4 separate regions of the Mus musculus genome follow, and regions 1, 3 and 4 are each linked to region 2. Evidence: chromatin contacts called from public promoter capture Hi-C data. All regions are on one chromosome and are shown on one strand. The core of a region is the stretch at or near the end of the contact, and the rest is flanking DNA. Distances in the headings are between cores, read along the strand shown. Region 1 holds the start of Arcn1 (archain 1). Region 2 holds the start of Sik3 (SIK family kinase 3). Region 3 holds the start of Cadm1 (cell adhesion molecule 1). Region 4 holds the start of Trappc4 (trafficking protein particle complex 4).

Evidence for each region. Promoter capture Hi-C pulls out the DNA fragments that hold promoters and counts their contacts.
Region 1: a promoter capture Hi-C map of pre-B cells shows a contact between it and region 2, with 3 times the contacts expected there. The contact joins the promoter of Arcn1 here to the promoter of Sik3 in region 2. A contact is called at or near these places in 1 of 39 promoter capture datasets (pre-B cells) and 1 of 115 datasets of contacts at active chromatin or transcription factors (pancreatic cancer cells).
Region 3: a contact with region 2 is called in a promoter capture Hi-C map of stem cell-derived epiblast-like cells, with 4 times the contacts expected there. The contact joins the promoter of Cadm1 here to the promoter of Sik3 in region 2. A contact is called at or near these places in 2 of 39 promoter capture datasets (liver and stem cell-derived epiblast-like cells) and 1 of 115 datasets of contacts at active chromatin or transcription factors (astrocytes).
Region 4: a promoter capture Hi-C map of pre-B cells shows a contact between it and region 2, with 3 times the contacts expected there. The contact joins the promoter of Trappc4 here to the promoter of Sik3 in region 2. A contact is called at or near these places in 3 of 39 promoter capture datasets (liver, neutrophils and pre-B cells) and 1 of 115 datasets of contacts at active chromatin or transcription factors (astrocytes).

Annotation. Positions count from the first base shown.
Region 1 is chr9:44,766,396-44,769,095 of GRCm38.p6, forward strand. It overlaps Arcn1 (archain 1), which reads right to left and starts at 1,413. Exons shown (of 10, transcript NM_145985.4): 1 at 1,275-1,413. The coding sequence starts at 1,277.
Region 2 is chr9:46,011,462-46,014,161 of GRCm38.p6, forward strand. It overlaps Sik3 (SIK family kinase 3), which reads left to right and starts at 1,359. Exons shown (of 25, transcript NM_027498.3): 1 at 1,359-1,669. The coding sequence starts at 1,397. It also overlaps a transcript of Pafah1b2 not described here.
Region 3 is chr9:47,529,021-47,531,742 of GRCm38.p6, forward strand. It overlaps Cadm1 (cell adhesion molecule 1), which reads left to right and starts at 1,332. Exons shown (of 11, transcript NM_207675.2): 1 at 1,332-1,485. The coding sequence starts at 1,353.
Region 4 is chr9:44,406,273-44,409,101 of GRCm38.p6, forward strand. It overlaps Trappc4 (trafficking protein particle complex 4), which reads right to left and starts at 1,276. Exons shown (of 5, transcript NM_021789.2): 1 at 855-1,276; 2 at 532-706. The coding sequence starts at 1,029. It overlaps Rps25 (ribosomal protein S25), which reads left to right and starts at 1,442. Exons shown (of 5, transcript NM_024266.3): 1 at 1,442-1,485; 2 at 1,716-1,811; 3 at 2,414-2,597. The coding sequence starts at 1,483.

The DNA of each region.
Region 1 (2,700 bases), core at 163-2,662, 1.2 Mb before region 2:
GGCTAGAGGTATGGCTCAGCAGTTAAGAGTACTTCTTGTTCTTGCATAGGACGTAGGTTAGAATCCCTGTACCACAGGGAGGCTGATAAGTGTCCATAACTATAGTTCTAGGGAATCCAATACCATCTTCAGGTATTGCACAGACACACAACTTCATATACATAAAATAAAAACATCTTAAAATATAAAAGAAAAAACATACACAATAACAACAACAACATCAACTCATGGAATTGGGGCTCAGGGTCGGTATATGAGGTTTTGGAAATTTTATGTCTAATACCAAATTTTGGGAGGCAAGCCTACTTGATGTAAATTTTATACACCTGAGGCTGGAAAAGAAACTTTCTGTGGTTTAAAGACCAAACATGAATTTCTCCTCTAACCAAATTCTTATCAAAAGAGTTGTTAGTAGAACTTAATAGGACAAGTACCAAGAGAGTCAGTCATGTTACTTAGGTATGCTTTCAAAGCACCTTTAAAAATTCTTCAAAAGTTACTAGATCTAAGGATCTCCTCTTATTCCCGAATATTCAGATTTCAGTCGATTAAGGAGGATCTGGTGGAGTTAATTCTGCTTTCTCCTACCCTCACCTACAAATAACCTCTCCTATCTTGGTAACAGATGAGTTCATAGAGAAATAAGCTCCGCTGGCATCAGAGTCCCCAAGCACAGCCCACCTCTCCTATTCCACATAACAGCTGTGATTACAGTAAGCCACACTCCTGTCACTCCACCAAAACGGTCGGTCCCTTAAAGACAGAAACCCTGTGCTGTCACTCCGTTTCTCTACGTTCTATATACACTCTGCACCAGCCTCGCTGCCAAAGACACGTACGCGCTACCCTAGCACAGGGTAGCTACGGGGACACCGGGGTCCCTCAAACGGGCGCCCGAAGTTACCATTTCCGCACTGCCTCTACTTCCCCCTTTCAATTAAGAGGTGGAGGAGGGAGAAGAAAAGCTTTGAGGCGTGGTGACAAGAGGACGAAAAGCGGCGGACAGGCCCAGCCTCCAGCCCTGCGGTTCCGGAGCTCGCAGGGAACCGGCGGGACCTGAGGACGGAAGACCCGCGCGACAACCACCAGCCCGAGTGGCGGGCGGGCGGACGTGGCGGCGCTGCCGGCGGAGGCTAGGTGGGCGCGGCAGCTTTCGCTCTAGGACTCCGGGAGGCCGTGCCAAGCCTGGGCCGACAGCAGGGCTCCGGGCGCGGCTCCTGCGGTCCCGGCCCAGCCGGCGAGGACGTGGCGAGGGAACCCGGCTCGGCGCTTACCATGGTGAGGCCGCAGGTGGGGCGCGCTGCGCCGCGCTCTGGCTCTGCGGGGACTCGGGCTGCTGCCCAGAGACGCGGAGCTCTGGCCGCTCCGGACCTGCCGCCCCTGACAGGAGCCTCCGCCGCTTCGCCTCTTGCCAAGATGGCGGCCCCAAGCCACGTCTCCAACCGGAAACGGCGCGGGTCAAAGGGCGGGGGGCGGGGCCAGTAAGCTCCGAAGCCAGGAAACTCAGACCCCTGTTAGCCCAGGATTTGCAGGTTTGGCTAGAATTGTGGAGCGTCATTCCTCTGTCCTTTCTTTCTCTTCGCCTGCGTTTATTTGGTGCTGCTTCTTTTTTTTTTTTTTTTTTTTTTTTTTTTAAAGATTTATTTATTATTATATGTAAGTACACTGTAGCTGTCTTCAGACACTCCAGAAGAGGGAGTCAGATCTCGTTACGGATGGTTGTGAGCCACCATGTGGTTGCTGGGATTTGAACTCCGGACCTTCGGAAGAGCAGTCGGGTGCTCTTACCCACTGAGCCATCTCACCAGCCCTTGGTGCTGCTTCTTAAAGTTCGTAAAAACACTCAATGGAATATATAAAATAATCTGTGACCATGAGGAACTAGTATCCTGAATACATAACGTCTAGAACTCCCGTAATAAAGCCGGCATGGTGTCCCCTCACCTGTAATCAATTCCAGGTAAATTAGGAAACTGAGGAGGAAGACCAAAAATTGTCCAGCCGGGCACACGCCTTTAATCCCAGTACTCGGGAGCCAGGGGCAGGACGATCTCTGTAAATTTGAAGCCAGCCTGGTCTACAAAACAAGTCTGGGATAGCCAGAGAGAGCTACACAGAGAAACCCTGTCTTGAGAAGCAAAGCACTAATAAAATACTGACACATACAACATAGATTAGCCTTGAAAACAGGTGTAAAGAAACAGATGCAAAGGCCACTATTTGTTTGCAATGACTAAACCAGGGATATCTGTGAAATTAGAAAGCTTATAAGTGATTTATCGGAGTTCCAGAAGACTAGGACATAGCGGCTAGTGCATTATGTTTGGAATGTAAGTGCCATGGAATTACCCAGAGGCAGATATCCTGAAAGCCACTGAACTGTACGGTTTATCTTCAATATGTAATTATTTTATTTTTAAATCCTATGTGTGTTCAGACATGTGCCTGCGAATGCAGGCGCTGCCTGATATGGGTGCTGGGAATCGAACTGGGGCTTTTTGAAACAGCAACGGATACTCTTGACTGCTGAACCCCCTCTCCAGTCCTGAACTGTATACTTCAAAGGGCTGGGGTTTTTTGTTTGTTTGTTTGTTTGTTTGTTTTAGGGTCCTGAGAGATAGCTCAGCAGTTAAAATCCTATATTGCTCTTGCAGATTTGGTTTTCTCCTGCCTCAAAAAAGAAAGAAAAGAAAATGTATG
Region 2 (2,700 bases), core at 109-2,608:
CTGTCCCATCCTAGACCCAGCCATTACTTATGTCACATGGGGGGAATCAGAACATTGGGGAAAGACCTGTGGTCAGAAAGGGTAAGCATGTATTTCCTTTCTCACATACCCAGTGACCTGGATGTCACTTTTTGATACTGCACAGAGATGTGACAATACTCCTGTGCCATGGAGGGAGATACAGGTGTGGGTAGAATAGCACTGGATACATGAGATACAATTATATAGAGGAATGCACACAGCCTTCTTCCTTCCTTTTCTAACGGACCAAAGGCTATCTCTCCTTTACAGCCCAATTTCCTATCCCCACCAGAGGCAGATAAATCAATCTACTTAATAAGGAAGGAGGAGGGGGAGAGGCTCAGTTACAGCCCAGGATGTGGAATGTCAGATAACAGGAGGGAAGAAAGAGGGATATGAGTTTTATTGCAGGGGTTATTAATTTGATCACTCTTAATGTCCTTGGAGAGTCATTAGTAGGGATGGAATTTATATTAGTTACTCGTTTTGCTTAACGGATTGCTCATCTTTAAGCATGACGTGGCCCTGAATGCAACACACTTCACCAGTACTAACCCAGCAACAGAAAACGAGTGAAGAGATTCTGACCAACTGGCTGGAGAATTGTTCCGAGTCAGGGGTGGCAGGAAGGAAAATGACGGTCCTTTTCTGGCCCTCACCCACCCAAAGACTGGAACGCATGTTTGGGATGGGTTCAACATCCTTGAATATGCAAACTCTAATTTCCGCACTCTTCTGTGTTCGATGACTTATTAGATTGATTGTACGAAGTGAGCTGGGCTTTGTAAGAGTTTTTGCTGAACAATTCCCCTGCCTTGCTACCAACTTGGTTACAGTTGCTTAAATACTGTAGCTATTCCTGCCTCTGTGGCCTCCAGGGCTAAAGTGGGACAAGGCTGGTATTTTTGGTGACGAGGAAATCCTTTTAAGGGAGGTTTGGTGATGACTGAACTGGGACACAGGTCGGAGCAGGGATCCCATCAGCGAACCAGGGGCCATCGGGAGTCTGGTTCTGGGGTCTCCCCATCTCATATCCCTACCTCGCTAGGCGCGGCGGAAGCTTAGAAGTTGCTGCTGACCCTCGACGTTTTCAATGCCTGTTCCCCAGAGGGGGGCACTAGGGAGCCGGCGCCTCAGGAACAGGGACCCACGCGGGAAGGTCGAGCTCGCCCGGTGAGGTCACGGTTGCCATGGCTTCGGGCAGTGACGCGCGTCCGCACGTGACGCGCGGTTGCCATGGCGTCGGGCGCCCGGCGGCGCGGGAGCCCCGCCTCCCGGAGTGACGTCTGTCGGCAACCCCCCTCTTTCGGCCCCCCCGCGCCCCCTCCCCCCCGGCCGGCTCCCCGCGGCCCCGGAGGTTTCACTGCACAACAAGATGGCGGCGGCGGCGGCGAGCGGAGCTGGCGGGGTTGCCGTGGCCGGAGCAGGGGGAGCCGGGCCGGCCGGCCGCCTGCTGCCTCCGCCCGCCGCGGGGCCCCCGGCAGCCCCCGCCGCAGTGCCCCCGGCCGCCGTCCCGGCGCGTCCCACAGCCCCGGCCTCCCGCGGGTCGATGGCCGCTCGCATCGGCTACTACGAGATCGACCGCACCATCGGCAAGGGCAACTTCGCTGTGGTCAAGCGGGCCACGCACCTCGTCACCAAGGCCAAGGTAGTGGCGCTGGGGACCGCGCGGCTGCGGGCTGCGCTGCCCGGGGGGCGTTGCAGCAGGGCGGTGGGGCCAGGGGAGTCCGCGATTCCCCGGGGCTCGGGTCAGGGTCAGCAGTGGGGACCGGTGCTGGCGGGAGAAGGCAGGGACCTCAGAGCGGAGGGGTTCCGGAAGGGGGGGCTCCGGGAACTTAGCAGCTGGACATCGGAGAGGTCCCCAGGGCTGTGCGCAGGGTCGGGGGGGGGGGGTGACTGGAAAGGAGGCGTTGGAACTCTCTGGGGGCCGGCGGACTGCACGCCAGGAAGACTCCGGAACCAGCAATTAGGAAACCATCAGAACGAGGGCAGGGGCATATGAAATGTGGACCACAGGATGGGGGAGACGCGCAAACTGGCTGCCTCAGGCTTCCCAGGACGGCTGGGGCATGGGGCTGAGGGTGTGCGGTGGGGTGCAAGACACCGGGAAGAGAAGGACCTGGCACCTATACCAGAGAAAGGAATCCACGTTTGATTATTTAAGACGGGGAGATGGTGTCAGTTGTAAGCCTGAGGAAGTATACTTGATTATGGGAAGAGTCAGTGAAGAAAGCAGGGAAATAAGGGGGAAAAAAATGGAATGGACCCATGACCAGATGTCCCAAGGCTCAGGGTTCCTGGTGACACTAGCTAACCAAGGGTTAAACAATTTAGGATAAGATGGTTTGCTGGTTATTTTTAGTTGTCAGAGGGTCTGAAATGGTGGGCTTTTTAGAACTCGGGGTGGGCTTTTCAGTAGGGAAGGGAACCGTGGGATTGGCACGACAGAATTCCACTCATTTGGGCCCTTTGGTTCCCAAGGGATTTGAGGAGCTGTAGTAGTGAAACTGGCCAAGGTCAGTTAGGAAACCATGTATGTATACGCATGTAGTATATTTTTTAAAGGACTCAGAGGGTAGCACTTTTACCTATCTTTCTTCATTGAGAGTATCAAGGAAAATCATTCAGTTTTGATGGAAGCCACAAAACCCATTTGAATTCCCAACTCGTCTTTGCTCA
Region 3 (2,722 bases), core at 82-2,581, 1.5 Mb after region 2:
TATAATTTGTCATGGTTTGTTTTAGCTGTTGTGATATTGATATTTATTATGCAAATTGTATTTCCTACATCTTATTGTTCTGCATTCTATGAATACTTAAATTATTATAAACCTTTACACTTAATACGGCTCGTCCTTCAATTTGATGCTTGAGCAACAGAGGGTCAGAGCACACACGGTCTTCTAGAGGGAAAGAAAATAAGTAATTAAAAGGCAGACAAACAAGAGAGCCGGCTGCCTTGTTGAAAAGAAATCAAAGATAATTTCGGGGAGGGAGGAAGTGTGTCCAGAGATGCATGCAAGTCCCGTCAGCGGGAGAACCTCTCTGAGACACAACTAAAGTGAGGACCTGTTGGTCTCTAGATGCCTTAGAAAGGACTGGAAGCATAGGAGAGAAGGGAATTGAACCGAGCCCTGGAAGAGGAACTCGACTGACTCTATCACTGCCTCGGTTCCCTACATTCCCTTCCCCACGACCCTGACCGGTAGATTTTTTTTTTTTTTGCTTTTGTGTGCGTGTAATCTTAAATATTCCATATTACTTATATGCTATAATCTACTAAACATGGGAAGGACACTTCCAACAAGCTGGGAAGCCTGAGCACACCCACCTTGATTTACCTTTCCCCAGAATCTACAGCCAAACATCCACTTGAAAATCCCAGAACCCCGACTCCACAGCTTCAGTCTTCCAACTATCCCCTAGTCTGCCGCTAGGCTGTTGAGCGGGCTCTCCTGCTCCGCCGGACGTGCAAAGCACGCATGCACTTCTCTCAGATTGTTTTGTCAATCCGGGGACCTGCATTCGCACTCTCCACTCCCGGGTTTCCCAAAGATCTTATTCCTTCGTGCAAGGTGAGGGAAAGGAAATTTTGTAACGTATGACTTCGATAGGCCGATGCCCACGCAGTGCCCCGGCCCAGGAATCTCGCGGTCAGACTCTCCGACCAGGAGTCCGCCGCGGCGAGTGGCGTAAAGGTTCCTAGTAAAGGTGCACGAAAGCGAGAGACCCGCCTCCTGAAGCCGCAACCCCCTCCCCAGCCACCGAGCCGGACGCGGGCCAGTACAGGTTCTCCTCCTTCGGGGAAGCGAGGCCGAATTTTAACGTAAACATATTTGCATAGGCCCCGCCCCTCGGCCCCGCCCCTAGGTGGCGCGGGCGCGCGGCCGAACGCTAGCGCCAGGGGGCGGGGTGGGGGAGGGGGCTAGTTCTCGGAGAGCCGGGTTGGGCTCGAGGTGCCACGATTGGTCGCTCCTGACTCCGCCTCCAGCGCATCTCATTAGCATCTCATTAGCTGTCCGCTCGGGCTCGGGAGGCAGCCACCGCCGCCAGTCTGAGGCAGGTGCCCGACATGGCGAGTGCTGTGCTGCCGAGCGGATCCCAGTGTGCGGCGGCAGCGGCTGTGGCGGCGGCGGCGGCGCCTCCAGGGCTCCGGCTCCGGCTCCTGCTGTTGCTCCTTTCGGCCGCGGCACTGATCCCCACAGGTAGGTTGTGGGCACCCGCGGATTGGTCCCGAAAACCCCCCCGGGCACCCCCAGGAGCCGTAGCTATGGAAGGGGGGACGTTTCCATGACAACCTTCCCCCACTTCCTAAATCCAAAGCGGCGGGAGCGTGGCAAGGAAAGTCGGGGCTGCGATGGAAGGGGCCGAGGGGTCGGCGCCCCTTCTCTCCTATCCGCCGGCTGCGGATGGGCGCCCTCAGGGATGGCTGCACCCACACCTCTTCTTCCTGGCGTAGCGCGGGGTGCTGAGTGGAGTGGGCTCGGGGCCGGGGGCTAGCGCGTGGGGGGAAGGGGAGCCCTCGGAGGCGCCCCGAACCTTCCGGACCCTCCGAAACTCGCTCTCGTCCCTGGAACTTGCAGGTCCTCCTGTGTCCCTGGGCTAAGCTTTCGCCCCCTCCGTTCCAGCTCGCCCCCCCGATCGATTCTCCATTCCCCGAAGCTTTCTCCTTCGCGGGTCCCCAGGACATCCCCACCGTCGTGTCCTCTTCCCGGCTTGCCCGCGCTCTGCAGCCAGGTCCCCCGCCCGAGAGCTCTGCACGCCTCTCGTGTTTCCCTCCAGCCGAACGCTGCCCCTCGGCCCCCTCCGCTAGGCTGCGGGTCGGCTTGGCTGGAATCCAGGCAGGGAAAGTTCCCGGCTCGGGGGCGGCCGCTCGTCGCCGCCGCTGCAGGAGGGCTCTTGGAGCCCGCAGGTTGTCCGCGCCACCGAGGCCTCTGCCGCGAGTGGGGATCCGGGATTTCCCGGCTGCGCGTCCTTCGGGCAAGCGGCCCGCAGGTGGTGGCGGGGGCGTTCGCGGCCTCTGCGGCCCGGCGTGCGCCCTGCGGGCCTCGGGGCGCTCCCCGCGTGGCCGGCCGTCTTGAGAATCTGCCCGGGTGGCGGCGGCTCGGCGAGCGCCGCGCCTTCCCTGAAGACGCCGAGCGCTTGGCAGGAGCCCCGCGTGTGGCTGCCCCGGTGCGGGGCGCGTTGGCGCGGTCGCGAAAGAAGAGGGCAGTGTTTGCATTTGCTAACAAAAGGGAGCCGGAGCTCTTCCCCACCGGAGAGGCCGGCCGCGCTGCGACCGCCTTCCCGCCACCTCGCCGCTCTTGCCCGCCGCACGGTGTCCCCGTGCTGCTGTACCGCCTGCCGCTGCCTCCTGGCGACCGGCGGGACCGAGCTGCACCGGGCGGTGGCGAGAGGGCTTCTGCGCGAGGGGATGCGCTAGGGCTCTGTGCCTGCAAAACC
Region 4 (2,829 bases), core at 26-2,525, 1.6 Mb before region 2:
TTTGAGGCTAGGCTGGTCTACAGAGTGAGTTCCAAGACAACCTAGTCTTCCACTAGCAGCCTTTGGATTAAGACATAGAACTCTCAGCTCCTCCTGCGTCATGCCTGCCTGGATACTGCCATGCTCTCACCTTGATGATAATGGACTGAACCTCTGAACCTGTAAGCCAGCCCCAATTAAATGTTTTTTATAAGACTTGCCTTGGTCATGGTGTCTGTTCACAGCAGTAAAACCCTAATACAGAAGTTGAAGAGAAACCCTATCCCCCCCAAATTTTTTTTTTTCAAAAATTCAATTACCTTATGTTAATGATGAAGAAACTAGGGTCAAGAGGACAAGACCTGACTGGGCAAAAATCAAACTACCTCAAACCTGGCTATAGTTGACATTTCTTCATAAAAAGAGTTCAGCCACTTAAAGAGGTACACAGTAATTGTACCTCTTTAAGTACACAAAGAAACACTTTAGCCGGCCTAGAGACAGATGCACTAGTCAGGGGAGGAAATGTTTAAAAGGGGTAGGGAAACTTACGAGTGGAACATCGAGGCCAGCATAAGCTTCTCGTTAGAGGTAAGGCGGGGCCGGCCGAATCGGATGGAAACCGGGTAATTCGCAGGGTTACCCAGATACTCCAGCACTTCTTTCCCGTCAGCCGTGTACTTGCCATTCACGTCCATGCCATTGATGGCCAACACTGCATGGCCCACTACAAGAAGAGTGGCTAAGGATCAGAGATGGCCCGGGCCACTCCCCGCCCCGCTTACTCCCACTCCCATTCTTTCACTCTCACTCCCACTCCCACCCCGCACCAGCCCACTTCCGCAGCGCCAGCCCCGCCCTCGAGCCCGGCCCACCCCGGATGCCGTCGCGCTGGCCGAAAGCGACCAGCACGCGTTCGTCGTGCAGTTTCAGCAGCAGGTCCAGCGGGTAACTGAAAGTCTTCTCAGCCTCAGCCCGTGGCGAATAGCTGTCCCACTGGTAAATCAGGCCGCCGGCTTTGTTCACCACGTACACGCTAAAAATCGCCATCACTGTGCTACGGATAGGGTACTACGATCCCGCCCCTTCCAGGCGCTCCAGTCCCGGAACTGGTGTCATAGCCTCGCCTCTGCTCTCCCTCCTGCGGCCCTCCCCCCTCCTAAAGCGCACGCGCAAGCCAAGGCCCCCATTGCTTTAACAAACACATTTCTGGGAACTGGCCTACTGTATTTCTCAGTGACAGAGCAGAGAATTAGTGGCTGTTGGGTGACCCGCAGCAAAGTGCAGCAATTTTACGACCAGTCTCAGAGTTTGCAGGTTGGAAGTCACGCCCCCTATCCCATCCCACAAGAGGCGGAGTTTAGCCAAGACGTGGCTCCACCCATTGCCCCGGAAGTACTCTCTCGAGGCAGAGGTTTCTGGGATTGTTGGGCCACCGGGCTTCCTTTTTTTCCGACATCTTAGCGAGGCTGCTGTGGTCTACACGACTCTCTGAGCTTCGCCATGGTAAGGCCCGCGAGGGTTGAGCAGTGGGGTTCAGAGGATCGGGCGGTGCTGGGGGGAGGTGGAGGCGACCCTACACGGACTGCTTCGTGACCCGCGGGCCTGCCTCTCCGGGCGGCTGCCGCCATCGTGTCCATGTGCTCCGGCGGCGGCGCCTGGGTGGGTGAAGGGCTGCGATCGGGGTGCATGGGACCACCATGTGACTGGCCTGCACTCCCGCTTTCTTCCCCTAGCCTCCCAAAGACGACAAGAAGAAGAAAGATGCCGGAAAGTCGGCCAAAAAGGATAAAGACCCAGTAAATAAATCTGGTGGCAAGGCCAAGAAGAAGGTAGGCGATAGCTATTTGTAATGGGAATCTGTGGGACCTGTCGTGAACTTGTGCTGTAAGTTTTTCCCCAGATACCGAATTCTAAAATCACATAGTCACTTTAAGAATACAGTGGTGTAATACTTTTATAAAGTAATGGTATTAAACCTTATTAATGTTACGACCCTTTTAAGATGGTTCCCCTTTTGACCACCAGCTGTGAAATTACTATTTGTTTTTTCAAGATGGGTTTCTCTGAATAGCCCTGACTGTCCTGAACTCACTCTGTAGACCAGGCTGGCCTCGAACTTAGAAATCTGCCTGCCTCGGCCTCCCGAGTGCTGGGATTAAAGGCATGTGCCACCACTGCCCAGCTCATGAAATTATTTTTTTTTTTATGAAATTATTTTTGTTGTTGCTACTTAATAGTTTTGCTACTGCTATGAACTGTAAGGCATATGTCTGGTCTTCAGGGTATCTGATAGCGACTCCAAAGTTGCCAATGCAATAAGCCAAGAAGTCTCTAATTTCCCTGAGATGATCGTGACAGAGCTTTCTCAGATGCTTGATGTTAGGGAGCAAAGGGATGGTTCTGACTGGTTCTCATTTGTTTTGATGAGCAGAAGTGGTCCAAAGGCAAAGTTCGGGACAAGTTGAACAATCTTGTCCTGTTCGACAAAGCGACATACGACAAGCTCTGTAAGGAGGTTCCGAACTATAAGCTTATTACTCCAGCCGTGGTCTCTGAGAGACTGAAGATTCGCGGTTCCTTGGCCAGGGCAGCCCTTCAGGAGCTCCTTAGTAAAGGTAGGTGATGTGCCCTTGTTCTTACCAGTGCATTGTCTTGTTGGGAGCAGTATGACTGGAAAGACTTATGAAGGATAGACTGACTTCCAGAGTCTTAAGTTTTAGTAACTTCAGTGTCCTGCATTCCTTTGCAGTCCTTGAATTCCTGGCCCTTTTTATTTATTTATTTATTGCTTCTCCGTTAATTGGGATTAAAGTCCAGAGTACCACCTTGCCTTGTTATTTTGGAATG